Linked DNA regions of Ovis aries: region 2 is linked to region 1. Evidence: chromatin contacts called from public Hi-C data. All regions are on one chromosome and are shown on one strand. Each heading gives the region's core, a stretch centred on a gene start, on an enhancer-like site or on the middle of the called end of the contact. The rest is flanking DNA. Distances are from core to core; before and after follow the strand shown.

What was found. Hi-C and Micro-C count contacts between places; a contact is called where the count stands out from the background.
Region 2: a contact with region 1 is called in a Hi-C map of hypothalamus, with 3 times the contacts expected there. The contact joins the enhancer-like site here to the promoter of BAHCC1 in region 1. A contact is called at or near these places in 12 of 16 Hi-C or Micro-C datasets (blood, hypothalamus, liver and 6 more).

Annotation. Positions count from the first base shown.
Region 1 is chr11:50,856,194-50,860,527 of ARS-UI_Ramb_v3.0, forward strand. It overlaps BAHCC1 (BAH domain and coiled-coil containing 1), which reads right to left and starts at 2,356. Exons shown (of 28, transcript XM_042256754.1): 1 at 2,178-2,356.
Region 2 is chr11:50,891,102-50,895,435 of ARS-UI_Ramb_v3.0, forward strand. It overlaps LOC132657355 (a long non-coding RNA gene), which reads right to left. Exons shown (of 2, transcript XR_009595374.1): 2 at 3,114-4,334. Among named protein-coding and RNA genes, the nearest start is that of BAHCC1, 35 kb to the left of the region's middle. Within about 2 kb of position 2,625, at least 49 of the 54 cell types and tissues checked have an H3K27ac peak or open chromatin away from gene starts, as enhancers often do. A contact at or near this core is called in hypothalamus, liver, muscle and 1 more, where this site is marked.

The DNA of each region.
Region 1 (4,334 bases), core at 1,106-3,605:
TTGTAAATAAACGGGACCTACACAAAGAGTTCTCTTTGTCTCTCAACTTCCTACAAAGGGGTTTTGGGCTTCCTCTCCTCTAGGGATCCTCAGCTCTCTACCCCGGTCTAACAAATCACTCGGCTCGCCGCCGCTCGGGCCTACTGAGCGAACGCCTGGCCTCAGAACCCGGAGAGCGCCGGGCGAGGGGGCTGCCCGGGCTGGGGTCAGGGGAGGGAGGGGCTGCCCGCGCGGGGCTTAGGGCCTCCGGGCAGCAGCGAGCTGCGAGCCGGGGGGCACGGGGCGGGACAAAGGGAAAGACGGAGGGGAGGGAGGTCGAGAACCTGCGGCTTCAAAGGCGCCGAAAGCCCGCGGCTGCGCGCACGGGGGGTGGGGGGCTTCCCAGCGGCCTCCGGGGAACCGCGTATACTATGCTTTTGTTTTGTGGGGTTTCTTTTTTCCAATAAGAAATTCCAGAATTGTCGAGAAAGGGAGTTGCTCTCGATTCTCGGGACGCGGGCTTGGCTACCAGCAACAGCTTTAATCTTCACCTTCTGTGGGCTGGATCGATCCTTCCCCACCAGCCCGCCAGACTTTTTACTCGGAAGGCGATGGGTTGTTGTCGCCCCTCCGTGCCGCGGAGATTCTCACCAGGTCAGAGGGGCTTTCTTTTGTGTTCTTTGCTCCGGGGAAGAGGCCGCGCCGCGCCTCCCAGTCCGCCAGAGAGCGGCTCCCGGGGGCCTGCGGAGCACGAGCCCGGCAGGGAGAGGGGCGGCGACGCGCGGCCTCCGCCGCCTGGGCCCGGAGTCTCGGATCCCAGGCGCCGCCAGCTGCGAATCCCAGGGCTCCTAGCCTCCTCCCCCCAGCGCCAAGAGAGACCGCAGCTCGCGTCAGGCCGGACTCAGAAAGGATACGGAGCGAAAGCGGTGGCGTGCCGGGAGCCCCCGCGCCGGCTGGAAAATCGCTGACAAGGGTATTTTGGAAACAGTCGAACTTCGAAACGCCGGGTCCTCCCTAGGACTCCGCGGCGCGATCCCAGGAGTCGCCAGTCTCTCTGCGCGTGGCTCGAGCGCTCCAGGATTGTGGGAGCGGCTCCTTCGGTTTTGCTTCGGTTTTAATTTAAACACCGAAAACCCTCCCTTTGCTTCGGCCGCCCGCATCCTCCAGCGCCGTCTCCCGGTGCGCTGGCGCTGTGGGGCCTGCAGGCTGGGCTGGGGCCCGCGCACACCCGGCGCGTGCTGCTTGGGCGCCGCCGTAGAACCCGCTCCCTGCGAAACGGTCGCGCCCGACACCCACCCTACCTCCGCCAGGAGAGGACCGAGGTCCGTGGCCGCTCCTGGCCCCCGCAACCCAAGGCGCACCCGTCCGCAGATGCCGTCTCAGGGGTGGTGGTCTGAGCCCTGCATGCCGCCCGGAATGCGCTCGGTGAGAAAGCCACTCTGCGCTGACCTCGCTTGGCCCCCTCCGCCACCCTCAGCCGCCCAGGAAAATTTTTTCTGAAATGTCCTGAAATGAATTAGGTTCTGGAAAGCGAACCCCCACGAACCTCGCCGTTACCCCTCTCCGCCCGGTCCCTCGCCCCGCACGCGGCTGACGGCCGGCAAGACCCTCTAGTAGGCGGCTCAGCCGCCTCGGCCAGCGCGAGCCAGCCGGTTCCCGGCGCCGTGGAGCGACCGGGCGGGGCTGACCCAAGGCTGCTCGGGGGAGGGGAGCAACGTGGTGGGGGGGTGCAAACAATTGGGGTTCGTTCGTGGTGCCTCCAGAGCCGGAGCGCGTTGGCTGCGTCCGGGACCTCGCCGGCTGTCTAGCCGGAGCGGCCCGCGCGGCTTTCGCCGGACGCAGCCTGGCGGTCCCTGTCCTGTCGCGATTATTTATTTTTAATGCTGGGTGTCGATCGACACAACAAGCGCTCAGAGCAAAGCAAGGACGCATTACAGGGGGAATTTTAAACCGATCGATAAGATTTTTCAGAGGGGGAAAAAAAATCTCTCTTACATATAGTCCATTAAAAAAAAAAAAAGCCTGTTCGACATTATAACGGATTTTTAAAAAGGGAAGATATATACTTCTTAACATCGCAACCCTGAATTTCTCTTACTAAAAAAAAAAAAAATGTAAATCCCCAAAGCCAAAATAAAAATAAAATAATAATAAAAATACAAAAACAAAAAAAAATGAAAGCAATTTCAGTTACTTACTGGAGGTTGTTTCCTGGATACAATTGAATGCAATACAATTAAACCAGTAAATGTGACTTTGTTTTGTATTCCTATTGGTATTTTCAATGTGCTGACTGTTGCACTGTAAATGCACCGCTTCCACAACAACGACTCTAGCGAGCCCATCCAGAGCGGCTCTCAAACCTGCAGCCCGGCGCGGCGAGCCACGGGCCCTGCATACTAATAAGCTCGTGCCACTCAGCCCGGAGCAGCCGGTGCGCTGATTGGCCGCGCGGCCCTCCGCGGCCGGGAGCTCGTGCCACTCATTCGGCGTAAACAGGCCTCCCAATAGGCTGGCGCCGGGCCAGGGAGCTGCCAATCAGGGAGCAGCAGGGCTACTACCGAGCCCGATGGCGCCTAATTCAAGCCCGGCGACTGCGCAGCTCCTTTGCGCAGATCGTTGCTGCTGAATGGGAATGTGTTGGCGCAGGGCGGGAGAGGGAGCAGGGCCGAGTGGGAGCGCTTATCCACGCCGAGGAGAAGGCTTTTGCTTTTTTTTTTTTTTTTTAAATTTAACCCAGCAGGTCTAACGTTTGGCGTCCAGTGCACAGAGGCCAGATGATACAGCAACACGCGTTGAAGCAGATGCTTTTTAAAATACTTGGGATGTCTGGCAGGTGGCTGAACCCGGCACAGGTAGGCCCGAGATCCAAGCATAGAGGCTTCCTCGGGTTGCCTGGCCCTACTACCACTTCGAGGCTCCACCTGCTCTGACCAAGCTCAGGAATGCCTACACTCTCGAAGTCTGGGTACCACGGACTCTTGAGTCGCCAGCCTTGTCCTCTCCTCCTCTTGCCCCAGGGATCAGAATCTGGGGAGAAGGTTTTGTGTCTCTGGCCACGTATCTGCGGACCCTGTTTTTATTCCCCATGGCTATATTTTTGCAACCCAGCACTGATGAAAATGAAAACCGGGGATTTATGGCCATGACAAAGATTGCCCTTTCTTCATCTGCAACTAGATTTTAAAAATATGTTCACCTTGATATGTACAGTATTTTTTCAATATCGCTCTCCTGCATATGATAAATTCTTGCCCTAAATAGAAAAGCCCCTAAACAAATATCTTCATCGTAATCAGATGCAAACTATTTTTTAGGTTATTCTCCAAATATTTCTGTTAGAGTTTGGTTTCCCAACGATGCTATTTATGCTCGGGAGTCAAGTCTATATCTTAGTGGCGATGGATACATTATTTTCACTCCTCCAGGTGCAGCTCTGCTTCCCCCTCAGGGGGAAAAAAATGGTATTTAACTAGATGCCAACCAACTCGGGCCCGCGCGGTATCCACCGGCTCATTCCGGTAGGGACAGCCGCTGCCACCGCCGTTGCTAAGTCGCTTCAGTCTTGTGCGACCCCATAGACGGCAGCCCACCAGGCTCCTCTGTTCCTGGGATTCTCCAGGCCATAATACTGGAGTGGGTTGCCATTTCCTTCTCCAATGCATGCATGCATACTAAGTCGCTTCAGCCGTGTCCGACTCTGTGCGACCCTATGGACACAGCCCACCAGGCTCCTCCGTCCACAGGATTCTCTAGGCAAGAATACTGGAGTGGGTTGCCATTTCCTTCTCCACCGGTAGGGACAGGAACGGGTTAAGCCAGAGGCCTTCTGTTGTCACCTTTCTTTCCCCGCCCCCCCGCCCGCTCCCTAGGGACCGTCAGGATTGGCTGGCACTCGGCCAGCAGGCTGTCAATCACCGAGTGTAAACAAGGCGCTGATTGGCTGTTGTCCAGTCCGCACAGGGCCTCCTGAAAAAAGCAATTACTGGCTCCGCGGTTTCAAGGCGGCCCCAGGCCGCTTGATGAAAGGAGATAAGCTAGGGACCGTTTCCAGGACCCCCGCGGGCCGACCCTGGCAGCCTTGGAGCCGAGGTGCGGCGAAGAGCCTGCGGATCAAAGGAATCCAGAGAGAAAGGGGAAGCCGGGCGCAAGGCTCCGGCCGGCCTTCCCCCGCGGGCATCTCTGACCTGGGTAGGGGCTTGGGCCGCGGACTGGGCTCCGGAAGTGGGAGCCCGCTTTGGGCGGCGCGGCCGGGCAGCTCCGGAGAGTCCGGGGCTGGCAGGTAAGCGCCACGCTCCGCGGCCCGGGCCTAGGACGCAGGACTCGGCCGGCGCGGTCCTGAGTCCCGGCTCCAG
Region 2 (4,334 bases), core at 1,375-3,874, 35 kb after region 1:
ATCCAAACCTTTTCATGTCCTAAGACATTGACTTGATTTTCGGAAATATCTTTAAAATACTTTTCCTCATTTACATTTCTCCTGGCTGTTTCCTATCACCTCCCCAGTTTCCCCAAATGTTTAGCCCTGGCATAACAAGGCAAGCACATTATTATTTCCAGCTCACCATATCCATTTCCCTACCATCCACAAGCCAGCCACTAAGCTAACACCGCATATTTTAGAGTTTTGTCACACCAGCTCCCTGGGTGCCCATTTCTGCACTAGTTAGACTGGGCGTATTAGTCAGCTGTTGCCACAACAATGCTGCATAACAAACCACTCCAAAGCTTCTGTGTCTTAAACAACAGTCATTGATGCTCACACTCACGGCTCTGAGAGTAGATGTGGGTGGGTTTAGGACTGCTCCAGGGCTCCCTCACCCTCCTTGGACCAGTGGTGTCCCATTAGCACATGGGAAGGAATTTGGGAGGAAGGGGGCAGGGGGTGGACAGCTGCAATCTCAGCCCCACCTCGTGGGAAATCCTTCATTTGTGGCTTGCTCTTCATATGCAAGCTTTCCCGTTTGTCAACAAGTGGTTACTGGCCTTGAAATTGTGTTTATGGGTCTGACCAGCTTCTGGGGGCATCAGTGACAGTTCTGGGGACATGTGGTTCCCTGCTCTTCTAGGTGTTATTCATTAATGTGATTTTCTCTGTCTCCTGTCTGCTGCTAACCCTTCAGCTGCTGCCTCAAAGCCACTCATCAACTGCCAGCAGTTTCTTCCCTGGAGCCAGAGCAACCACCCACCACCCCTAGGATTTCTTGGGCTATCTGGGCTTCAACGAAACCCTTCCTGTTCTCCTGGTTCTAGTGAGTTTTTTTCATTTTTCTGTCATTTCTAGGGATTGAGGGTAGAGTACAGACTGTTAGGAAGCATCTGGACCATCAACTTGATTTTTAACCTCTTTGAGGCATCTAAACCAGTCCAGTTCTCAAGCCTTGAATGCTTAGTTCCTGGGAGCAGAATTTCCAAGGACCTGTGATGGGTCTGCCGGTTACAGGACCTGGGTCTGGACCAGGGCAGGCTGCTGGAAGGGGCTGCCTGCTTCCACCTGGATGTTGCTGGCCTCCTGAGGCCTAGTTCGGGATCCCCATAACCCCTGGTGGGAGGAACCCCAAGGTGGTGCCTTAAGGGTCACTGGGAGAACTCCAAGATGGTGCCTTGATGGTCACTGACTAGTGGCTTTAGCAATAGGGAACTGAACCATAACTTTGGTGGCAGCAGCCCAGTGATGACAATTCTCAGGCCAAATCCAGCAGGTCCCAGGACATTTGTGACAGGGCAGGTCCCTCTGCCATTGCCATCTTACCCACACATAAGGTTCAGCTCAGCTCTTTTGCTTCAGTTCCTACTCTTATTTGTCATCAAAATTTGAACAGAGGTTTGGAAACCAAGGGCTTCTCTTGTAGCTCAGTAGGTAAACAATCTGCCTGCAATGCAGGAGACCCGGGTTTGATCCCTGGGTTGGGAAGATGCCCTGGAGAAGGAAATGGCAACCCACTCCACTATCCTTGCTTGGAAAATCTCATGGAGAGAGGAGCCTGATGGGCTGCAGTCCATGGGATCGCCAAGTCGCGCACGACTGAGCAACTAATACTTACTTGGAGACCAAGAAAAGTTTAGAAACCACCCTTCCTGAGGCCTGGGACCACCGGTTGTATTTCCTTCTCCTGTCTTTCTGGTGCTTTCAAAGAATGTGCAGGACTGCACTGGGCTCAACTTCTCTAAAAGCAAGCCAACCTGCTTTTTATGAAAAGATGGGAACTAGTAATTTGGGATTACCTTCCTCCTTTCTGGGGCGGCAGCAGGGAAGTAATTAAAGGGTGAGAACTATGCTCATCCCCATAGGGCTCAGGTGAGGGCAGAGGCAGAGGCCCTGGCTGTGACCCCTCCTCCACCCGTAAACTGGGAAGAACCCCACCTGCGGGCAGAGTGCAAAGAGCAGCAGATCTGCAGCCCCAGCCGTGGAGGGTCCATATCTCAGAGTCCCGGGGCGGCGTCTTTCCTCCCTTCAGTATGACCCAGCCCGGGACGACAGGGGCCACCCCTCATTTGCGGTGACCCTGAGACAGACGCCAGGCAAGAAGTGAGGCCAGGACTGGCTCCTGGGCCCCAACCCTATCCCAGGGGACAGTTCCTGGTGGCGAGGCCCCTGAGTAGCGCCCCACTCCGGAGCCCCGGGACGCTCTCAGGGCATCCTCTTTCCCTTCCAGAGTGCTGCATTTCAAGTCCCCGGAGAGATATGGGGGCGGACCCCGGGGCAGAAAGCGACGGGCGGTTCTTAGGCAAATCCCCTGGGCCCCCTGCTCCGGAGCTGCCACGCGGTGTCACCCCCACCCCCTCTGCACTCCAGGGCATTTTTCCGGAGGGCGGATTCGGAGGTACAAAGCGCGGGGTCTTGGGCGGCGAGTCAGCCGTTTTCGAAGCTCCGCTTGGGCCCCGGCGCAGGCCTGCCCGACTCGGAGTCCGCGGCGCCTTCCTCCTCGACCCGCCCGGCCAGCCCATTGGCTCAGACGCGCACCGCCCGCGTCTCCGCGAGATCCCATTGGCCGGCGGCCGCGGCTTAGACAAAGGGAGCGGCGGCGGCGGGCGGCGATTGGGCCGGGAGCGGATGGGGAAGGCGTGGAGGAGGCCAGAGGGGAGGGGAGAAAGAGAGCTGGGGCCGGAACCGGGGGAACACCCGCGCAGGCGGGGGCGGGGGCGGGGACGGAGGCGGGGGCGGGGGCGGGGGCGCGGACTGAGCAGGGGAAGGCGGGGCGGGAGGACAGCGAGTGGGGGAGGGGTGGAAGAGCGAGGATGGGGGGGTAAGAAGCGAGGGGCGGGGGCACGGAACCGCGCTGGAAGGGGAGGACAGGGGGGCTCGAGGTCGGGGGCGGGGAGCGGGGAGAGGCGAGGGGTTTAAGGCGAGGAGGGAGAGTGCGGGGGTGTTCGAGGGGGAGGACTCCAATGCCGGGTGGAGGCGGGGGCGGGGCCCCTCCGCGGGGGCGGGGCCGAGCGCTCCTGGAGGGCGGCGGCCGCAGGGCGCGGGGCGGCGGGAACCCGCCCGCCCCTCCGCCCAGCACCCCTCCCGCCCCGGGGCTCCTGCGCCGACCGCGGCCGCCGCTGCCTCCTTGTCTTCCCCGAGGGTTCCGCGTCCGTCTCCGCTAGCTCAGCCGCGAACGTGGGAAAGCGGGAACCTGGGTCGAGAAGGACGCGCCCGGACCCAGGTCTGGACGTGCAACCGGAGCCGCAGCCTAGCGGCGGGACGCGCTGCCCCTTGGCCTCGTAGCCCCTCTCCGGAACTGTCGGGCCTCAGGGTTCCTCTGCGCGTCCGCTCGCAGGGAGGAGATGCGGGCCCTGGCGCTGGAAGACGTGTCCGGCGCGCGGACGGGAAGCTCGTCGCGCTTCCTGGAGAGTTGGCTCGGCGGGGTGCGTCGCCTGGGAGGGAGGGATGGGCCGTGTGGCGACCGGCCGGGCGGGGAGTGGCTTCTGGCGGCCCCCTCGCCAGCGGCGGGCCCGCGAGGCCGCCCTCTGAGCGCCGCCAGGTACGTGCGTTTTCCTTTTTTCCCGCGCGCCTAGAGCGCACTCCGGGTAGGAAAAAAATAAAAACCCGGCTGGTGTGTAAGAGCCTTTCGCTGCACACGTGTCTTTCTGCAGGGCTCGGGGAGGGCCGCTGAAGTCGGGGTACACACTGGCCTAGTCTGTGCCTGTGGGCTCGGTCAGAGGACTGTTCCCTACTCCACCTTGGGGCTCGGAGCAAATGTCTCTTTGCAAAAGCCTGTCCCGTTTACTCTAGGTTGCGTTTAATTTGCCGAGGAGACCACGCGCCCTTCCTCGGCTCCGGGGCTGGGGCCATGGGGCTTTGTGCAGTCTCTCCCACCCGTACCCCCTGGAACCCAAGGAATTTTCAAGCGGGGCCGCTCAGTTCTGAGAGACGATCGCTGGAAACTCGGGATGGGGAAACCCAACCTTGGTCCCTCGCTAGGCGGACAGGTCCCCTTGTCCAGTAGTTACCCACACGAGTCCCAGACTTGCCTGTTAGGGGAGGCCCTTGGGTTTTGCTTTTTGGTGGTTTGGGGAGGCCCTTTAGCTGGCCTGGGGCGGACTCCTTCCCCTCCCCCATGCCCACTTCAAACAAAAGAAGTCTTAGGAGAATCGTTTCCTGGGGAGAACTCTTCCGAATGTGAATGTCTAGTTTCCCCCGCCCCAGTTCTTAGGATGGGACAGCCTTTACACAAAGGGGAATGGTGGAGACAGTTGAAGGAAAGGGCGCGCTTTTATTTAGGGAGACTTTGAGAGAGAGAATGCACA